Linked DNA regions of Mus musculus: regions 2 and 3 are each linked to region 1. Evidence: chromatin contacts called from public HiChIP or PLAC-seq data. All regions are on one chromosome and are shown on one strand. The core of a region is the stretch at or near the end of the contact, and the rest is flanking DNA. Distances in the headings are between cores, read along the strand shown. Region 1 holds the start of Mif4gd (MIF4G domain containing). Region 2 holds the start of Otop3 (otopetrin 3). Region 3 holds the start of Trim47 (tripartite motif-containing 47).

The links. HiChIP or PLAC-seq counts read pairs in DNA pulled down with a chosen protein or histone mark.
Region 2: a contact with region 1 is called in a FOXA1 HiChIP or PLAC-seq map of pancreatic cancer cells. The contact joins the promoter of Otop3 here to the promoter of Mif4gd in region 1. A contact is called at or near these places in 1 of 484 Hi-C or Micro-C datasets (embryonic stem cells), 2 of 115 datasets of contacts at active chromatin or transcription factors (large pre-B cells and pancreatic cancer cells) and 1 of 9 other capture datasets (adipose tissue).
Region 3: a contact with region 1 is called in an HNF4G HiChIP or PLAC-seq map of pancreatic cancer cells. The contact joins the promoter of Trim47 here to the promoter of Mif4gd in region 1. A contact is called at or near these places in 1 of 115 datasets of contacts at active chromatin or transcription factors (pancreatic cancer cells) and 3 of 9 other capture datasets (adipose tissue, liver and pancreatic islet).

What each region holds. Positions count from the first base shown.
Region 1 is chr11:115,611,691-115,614,390 of GRCm38.p6, forward strand. Mif4gd (MIF4G domain containing) reads right to left here and starts at 1,279. Exons shown (of 6, transcript NM_001243584.1): 1 at 1,095-1,279; 2 at 213-344. The coding sequence starts at 294. Slc25a19 (solute carrier family 25 (mitochondrial thiamine pyrophosphate carrier), member 19) reads right to left here. Exons shown (of 7, transcript NM_026071.3): 7 at 2,491-2,700.
Region 2 is chr11:115,333,305-115,336,004 of GRCm38.p6, forward strand. It overlaps Otop3 (otopetrin 3), which reads left to right and starts at 1,427. Exons shown (of 7, transcript NM_001347647.1): 1 at 1,427-1,598. The coding sequence starts at 1,580. It also overlaps a transcript of Ush1g not described here.
Region 3 is chr11:116,108,951-116,111,650 of GRCm38.p6, forward strand. Trim47 (tripartite motif-containing 47) reads right to left here and starts at 1,285. Exons shown (of 6, transcript NM_172570.5): 1 at 584-1,285. The coding sequence starts at 1,270.

The DNA of each region.
Region 1 (2,700 bases), core at 29-2,528:
AATCTACTGGCTTAAATGTGGTGAGAATTAGGTTGTGACTTACTTTCTGAGAGCCAAGAAGGGCTTGGGCACTGCCTGGCTCTGGGCTTCAGCCCCCAGTGCGGCTCTTACCCAAATGGAATATGCATGGGAACCTCAAGTCGGACTCTGGTAGCGTGCTGGATAGTTTTATGTCAACTTGACACAAAATAAGTGGTGGGTGGGAGGCTCACCTTTGAGCGCGGTCTTCAGCAGCTGCTGCGTCTCTGCATCAAAAGACTGGATTTTATAATCATCTCTACTGGCCTCGCTCATGACGGTCTAAGCCCGGCAGGTTTTCACTGGCCTGAAACTAAGGACAGCACCTGAGAAGCAAAGACGGTTGAGGCTTCAAGGGTGAATCACAAAGCTCCCGATTCTAGCCCTGTAGGCACTGGGCCGGGCAGACCAGGCCTTGGGACGGGTGGAACTGGACTTTCTGTCGCGTTCAGTGCTTGGCTGAGTGCCCACCAAACTTGGCTTCGGGTGGAGTAGTTGAGCACCAAGTGGCCACCTGCTGCTCAGCTGAAGGAAACCCAGGCTTCTGGGGTTACATCTGAGAAGTGAAGCGGGAATTCACCTACGGTCCCAGCGGGATCTGAGTTATCCCAGATCTGGGATCTGATACAGTCAGTATCAGGGTAAATTTCGGGGTGCAAATACTGAACTGGGTGTAAACGTCAGGCTCGCCTTTATCGTCTAGCACGGAGGACGCTGGCTCAGTCCAAGCCGCAGATCCTGATACCAGCAGGGCTCCGAGCCCCTCTCTCCCAGCGTTTCCAGTCCGTCCACCCCTGCAGCCGTTGGGCCAGGGCTGGCCCGCGCCTGCGTCTGGGGCGCCGCGCGGCGCGCGCCCGGCGTGGTACCGCGCGGCGGCGGCGGCGGCGGCGGCGGCGCCAGGGCGACTCGCTAGCGCCGCCTACCGGCCACGACTCGCCCTCGCCTCCGCACCCCGCCGCCGCCCCGGGCCGCTCCCTCGCTTGGCGCGGAGACGGATCGGCACCCGACAACTGCGACACCGCCACCGTCGCGCGCTGAAAGCTCACCGGCCCCTGTCCCCTTCCCACCCGGCGCACCTCCGCCTTGTTTCTGACCACGAAAGCCTCCGAGCGCTGGGCCGGACCCTCCCTGCGTTTTGCGTGAAGTTGTTGGTCTTGCCAGGTCGCACCCCGCGCCGGGGTCACCATATCCCTTGCCCCGCTCAGGTGAACTAGGTCAGACTCTCCCCGGCCGGGCAGCGTGGGAGGAGCTTCGGGAAGGCGTGGCCTATTCGGGGGGAGGGGCGTAGTCTTCTGGGGTTTGGCCGGTTAAAGCGGAGTGCAAGGGCTGGGGCACACTCTGGCAACTCCCTCTCCTGCCACTCACTGTAAAATAAGTTTTAAACCAAAGGAGCAGCCAAGATAAAGGGCCCTGGGTCTTTCCTAGGGGGAATCGGGAGCAACACTGCTGCGCACGAGGGACCAGGAGCCAAAGCTCTCAGCTGCTTTAAGAGTTTGCCACAGCGCTCAGGGTGATAGTACCAAAAAGCTCGAGAAGCTCCTGAGGGCGGGGAAATGAGGAGCACGGAATTTACGTCGATAAGACTTCTTAAAAAAAAAAAAAATCAGACAGCCGACCCTGAATCTTCCAGGTTAAGATAAAGGAGAAACAACATCCCACCACGCAGGGAGGCGCATTAAGACACAGGATGTTTTAAGTAGGGGAAGTGAACAACTCACAGGCTCCTGGAAGCCCCTCCCTACTAAGAATGTAAAAGCAGCGAGGATTGCCGAATTGCACTCAGACGAGCTAAGTGGCCTAAAAAGGCTCGAGCTAGCACACCCTGTGGAAACAGCAGCTTGAGCTGGGCTGCCCAGTGTACTCTTGAGACTGCTCCAGTTGACCTGAAGATAGGCTGGGACCAACTGAGCTGCCTGGAGGTCTCTCCAATCTGTTGGGCTGCCTGCAGACTGCACTGTGCTCCATGATCCCAGCTTTCATGAGTTCAGCAATGCTAGGCTGAGCTTTGGGTAATGTCCCTGTCTTTGAGTCATTTCTGCTCCTGTAACTCCCAATTGGACTTTGGTAATGTGCTGGATAGTTTTATGTCAAGTTGACACAAACTAAAGTCATTTGAAAGGAGGGAGCCTCAACTAAGAAAATGCCTCCATAAACTCCTACTGCCTGTGGAGCACTTTTGTAATTAGTCATTGATGGGGAAGGGCCCAGCCCATTGTGGATGGTGCCATCCTTGGACTGATGGTCCAGGCTGAGCAAGCCAGTAAGCAGCTCCCTCCATGACCTCCAGCTCCTGGCTCCAGGTTCCTGCCCTGCTTGAGTTCCTGTCCTGACTTCCTTTGGTGATGAACAGTGATGTGGAAGTGTAAGCTGAATAAACCCTTCCCTCTCCAACTTGCTTTTTGGTCATGGTGTTTATCATAGCAGTAGAAGAAACAAGTAGTATCCTTACAATGGTCTGCAGTCAGCTTCTCCTCTGGTATATAAATTTATTCACATCTCTCCAGCAATAGGGTCACAAAACACTTCTGCTGCTCCAAGCCCAGGAAGCCAACGGGCCACCCATCTCAGAAGCCCTCCCAAGTGACCCTGGGTCTTCAGAATCAGGAGCCAAGATCAGAAAAGTGAACCACTAGGGGAGGGCTACAGTGGACCACAGAGGGGAGAGTGGAACTGACAGGCAGG
Region 2 (2,700 bases), core at 177-2,676, 280 kb before region 1:
GTTGTTGTTTTGGTTTGATTGATACATAGCAATTGTGGCATTTTTAGATCTGGGTACTGGCATATTGGTCACCTCAGACAGAGACTGTGGTGTTTGTGTGTTGGGAACATTCAAGGTCTCCTCTCCTTGCCATTGAGAAATACACAATGGATTGTTGCCAGCCATTATTACCCTCCTGTGCTATAGAATCACAGGAGGTAATCCTCCTGCCCGACTGAGCCTAACCCCATTAACCCTAAGCAGCAGTTTTCCTTCTCAGGAATGTGAGGGTCATGAGTATCACAGGAACATACTGTAGGAATAAGCAGGTGCCCCCAGCTTAACAGGAGCTGGGAGAGTCCTTACCTCCCTGGGCTCAGCTTGGGGTCCTAGAGGATGCTCTCCAAAGCCACAAGACTTCTGCACGGCCACAGCTGTGTACTGAGACGGAGGGAGGTGGGAGTAACACCAAAAGCTAGAGGGGTCAGAGTTGGTTTTGTGTTACATCGAGGTGGTTTTTTGTTTTTTTGTTTTTGAGACAGGGTCTCATGGAGGGCAGCTGGCTTCTGACTCCCTGTGTAGCCAAGGATGACCTTTAACTCCAGATGGCCATGCCCCACCCAAGTACCGGGATTGCTAGGGTGCATTGCTAAGCTTGTTTTGTTTATTTAAAATTTTTAAATTATATTTTAATGTGGTGCGTGCGTGTGCGTAGTGTATCAGTGGAAGTCAAAGGACAACCTGCAGCATCAATTCTCTCCCTTCACCTTATGGGTCCCAGGGATGGAACCCAGGTCATCAGGCTTGTTGGGTGCCTTTACACATCTCACAGGCCCGGGAGATTGGACGGAACCAGAAGGGAGGGAGAGCCAGGTGGGAGTGATGACATTTGGGGGTGAGAACAGGAGACATCGGCAAGAAGTCCATGATCTTTAAGGCTGTAAAGACTGATGGGGATATAAGGGAGAGAAAAAGGGGAGCCAAGAAGCAGACGACCAGAGAAGGTCCTGAGGACTACCTCCTCCCGTTCTGCCCCTGCCCCCCAAATCCTTAAACACCATCTCCCACCTTGGGTGTCTCCCACTCCAACTTCAGTTTCAATGTAAGACCAGGAGATGATTCTGAGAAGCCGCTTTGGTGCTCAATCAGCTAGACAGGGTGTAGAAAATATGTGACCTGGACCCGGAGAAGAGAGGTTCCCATTCACAGCTCAGCCGCCACAGGCAAGTATGGACTGAAGCCAGCTCGCTCTCTGTTCGGACCTGACGACTAGGCACCCCATTCCACTTGGGGGGCTGCCCCCACCCAGACCCTGCAGCCGGCGTCCGCCACGCCTCCTGCCACGCCCTCCCGCCTCTCTGCCTCGTCATTGGCTTCACGACTTGTGCCCGAGCCCCCACGGAGTAATTAACGAGGGATTAATGAGATTCCCAATGTCAACAGAAAAATCGATGGGCCTTGGAGCCCGAGCGGCGACTGCGCAGTCTCGCGGGGGGGTCGGAGGGAGGAAAGGGCGTCGAGGCATCTGTCTCAAGGCACCTGGGACCTTACCAAGACGGAGGATCCGCGCTGCAACCCAAGAGGTGGGGAGCCCGCGACCATGGCTTCGCAGACTTCAGGTAGGATTCCTTAGCTTGAGCTGGGATCTCCACCACCCCCTCCCCCCCCACCCCGAGCGCCCGAGGACAGCTGACTGAACCTTTCCTGGAAGCCCATCCTCACACTCACTGCTCCAAAGTGGGGGTTCATGAGTCAGGCGCTCCAAGGATTGGACAGGGCAGAGTGAGTGGGACGACCCTAAGCTCTTCCCTCTGTGTCACCCCAACTCTGGCTCTGCGCCTACATCCTTCTCCCTACCTCACCCCTGGGTTCAAGGGTCCTCACAGCTCAAAGAGGGTGCCCAGGCCTGAACGAAGTCAGAAACCTGGATATATAGTTGGCTAAAAGAATACTCAAGCTGCCTAGGCCTCCCCCAACCTGTTGCTCTGAACAAAATCCCGAAGTTTCCCTGCCAGTGCTTTGCAGCCTCCCTCGGAGCACCGGTCCCATGGCCCCGACGGTTCATCTCCTTTCTCATCTCCTTTCGTTGGCTGCCTCTGAACGCAGCCCATAAACCAGTTTGGTGTCTAGGACTTCTCTTGAACTGGCATCGTGCCAAGAGGCGTGCCAAGGGTGGCAGAGTTCTAGTTGGTTCCAAGTGCGTTCGTTCTAGCTCTTTTTTTCTGGACCCCTTGATGCTCACCCTAACACCTAGCATTGGCCCCCTTGATAACCGCTGGTAGAGCACTGAACCAAGGAACAGGGGAAACCACCAGAGTGCCCTTTGAAGGGAGAGGACCTGGAACTCGGTTCTCCACTGTCTCCACACTTCCAGTTCCCAAGGCCTGCAGTCTGAGCGAAAACTCCAACCCTTTAGTCCCTCTAGGATCTTGATCTATAGGAAGGTTCATGCACTTCTATCGGGCATGGCTCTTCGTGTATGTTCATGCATCAAATCGCTAAAGTCTGACAAAACTCTTGAGGGTAGGTATCATGTATCCATTCTTTTATTTATTCATTCAATAACTTGTCGGGCTGGAGATACAGCTCAGCGGTACTGCACTGGTCTAACATTCACAGAGTTGGGGTGAAGGGGGAGGTCGGGGGAGGGGATGTCGGGATGGGAACTAGATGGAGTGTGAGGGGGTGAAACAGAGAGAACCAGGCATTAGTGTTCCATAG
Region 3 (2,700 bases), core at 35-2,534, 500 kb after region 1:
AGCCCAAACTCCGTCGCTCTCCTGGTGCCCGCCACACCCATACAAAGTGGCTGACTCAATTCAGGACGAATCTGAATTGAAGAGGGCATCAGCTACGGGGCCCCGCCCGCACCCAGCGACTCCTGACCCCCACGGCTTCTGAGGGCCTAATGCGGATCCCTCTCTCGCTTTACACTTACACTAATCTAGCTAAAGCGCTCTCTCTCTCTCTCTCTCTCTCTCTCTCTCTCTCTCTCTCTCTCTCTCTCGGCTTTTTGCCACTCTTTCATCTTACTAGTCCCTCCCGACTCTCTTTCCATCCACACCAGCCCCAGCAAATGACAGTGTAGACCGGAAGAGGTTGCAAAGATTCTCAGGCTAGAGGAGGAAACTAAGGCAGAGCCTATTGAGTCAGAGAGATGAAGCCCATGTAAAGGCAGGAGGAGAGAACCAACCCCACAAAGTTGCTTCCTTCATCTCCATGTGCACAGCCATAATGATAAAACAAATATATAACAGACACACCCGGATAAGAGTGAGGGACTAAATAGCTCTAGTGTCCCTCCTGTCACCCATCTCCACGTGTCGACTCAAGGTGCCCCACCTCCTGAAGCGCGCGCTCCTGCTCCAGCGGCACGAGCTCGTGGCCGCGATGGTCCTGAGTGGCACAGGCCTCGCAAAGGCACACACGCTCCACGCGACAGTAGCGCTCCAGAGGCCGCAGGTGGCGCGGACACAGGCTCTCCTCAAGTCGGCGCAGCGGGGGCACCAGGCGGTGGCCGCGCAGGGCGGGGCTGCGTTCGTGGGGGGCCAGATGCGCGGAGCAGAAGGAGGCGAGGCAGGAGAGGCAAGAGAGCGCGGCGGGCAGGGCGGCGCCCTCGGGGCACGCGTCGCAGCGCACCGGCTCCTCACCCGCGGGCCACTGCTCCGGCGCGCAGGGAGCCGATGGTTCCGGAGCCGGAGGTGGTGCGCTGGGCGCGGAGGGCTCGGGCGTGGCGCCCCGGGTCGATCCTGAAGCCGGGGCGGACATGGGTCCCGGGACCGAGCCCTGGCGGAGCTGCAGCAACTCGGACAGCGTGTGGTTCTTGCGGAGCTGCAGGCCGTCGGGGAAAGGCTCCTGACAAAGTGGACAGCGAGCTGGACCTCCGGAACCACCGGTGCCGCCCGCGCTCCGGTGCGGCCAGAGAGCGCCCAGGCAAGCGAGGCAGAAGTTGTGGCCGCAGGGTAGTGTCACCGGCTCCCGGAGCGGTTCCAGGCAGATGGGGCAGCTGAAAGGCCCGCTGCCGTCCATGGCTCCGCCGCTACCCGGGCACCGCCTGTGCTGCTCCCGCCTGGGAGGGACCTGGGACGGTTCGCGCCCGGCACCGCCCCTTGGGACCCTGGCCAAGGGTCCGGCCCCCTCCTACCCCTCCGCAGCTCTGCTCGCCCCAGCGCGGCTCGCCACCGCCGCACCCACCGGTCAGCAGACGCCGCGAGGCCGGCCAGCCCTCCAGGGGAGCACGACCCTCTTGAGACTTCTACCCAGCGTGGGCGGAGGCGGTGGGACTGCCAGAGGATTGTGAAAAGGAGAGGACCCGGAGCGAGAATGTGAGGGGATTCATGGGGAGGAGGCTGAGAGGACATTCGATCCTCCATCCTCTATCCTGGTCAGCCAGGTGCCATGGTGGGCGTGCACAGCCATGTAGCCAGCGCCTTTCCCTCCAGACCCCTCCCAGGTACAGTTAGCCAAGTTCCCTGAGTTGCTGACATACAGAAAAACTTACTGCTGGTATGTGTCTGTTTTGACCTCTTAGCGACTGTGTTTACCCGCGCTGGGGAACTTAGCCTTGTCTAGATCTGAAATGGGAAGCTGACATCACTTGACAAATCCCTTGTCTGAGGAATTTACTTCCGTTCATGGATACTCGCGGGTGCCTGTAGTTCCCCAAAAGGAGACACTGGTTAAGGCCTGCCCAACTATGCATTTAGAACAGTGCGTCTAGTTGCAAGGACTTGTGCTTGAGATTTAGTCTCTGTATGTAGCCCAGAGTGACCTAGAACTCTTCATCCTCCTGCCTCAGCCTCCTGAGTGCTGGGATCACAGGCTTATGGCTTCTTCGTGTTGTTTCTGGGATAGGTCTTTCTTACATAGCCTTGGTTAGCCCAGAGCTTATGTTGGCCTTGATTCCCATGCCTCCACTTCTCCAGTATTGAGATTCCAGGTGCAGGCCACCATGTCGGGTAAACTGACATTGTAATAATGCAATAATGTTAAGCTTTAAACTATGTAGAATCAAATTGTCAAAATTATTTTAGTAGTTATTTTATATGCGCACACTGTTGCTGTCTTCAGACACACCAGAAGAGGGCGCTGGATCCCATTACAGATGGTTGTGAGCTACCATGTGGTCAGTGCTCCTAACCGTTGAGCCATCTCTCCAGGCCCTTATTATTGTTATTATTATTATTATTATAGAGTGGAGCCCACAGTTGGTAAAGTGTAAGGGCCTGAGTTAGATTCTAGCCCCTGGTTAAAGGCTGAGCATGGTGTCCAAAACCAAACGAATAAACAAAGTGGGTGGAATAGTGTTGTTACAACCCTCGATAAAAAAATAAGCATCCATGTGCCCATGTGATAGTTACCTGTAACTATCAGCAGAATCCCAAATAATTCCTGTAGGCTCTCCAAAGTGACTCCTTGTCTGTGTGCTAAGCACGATGGCTTCTGAAGGCACCGAGCGA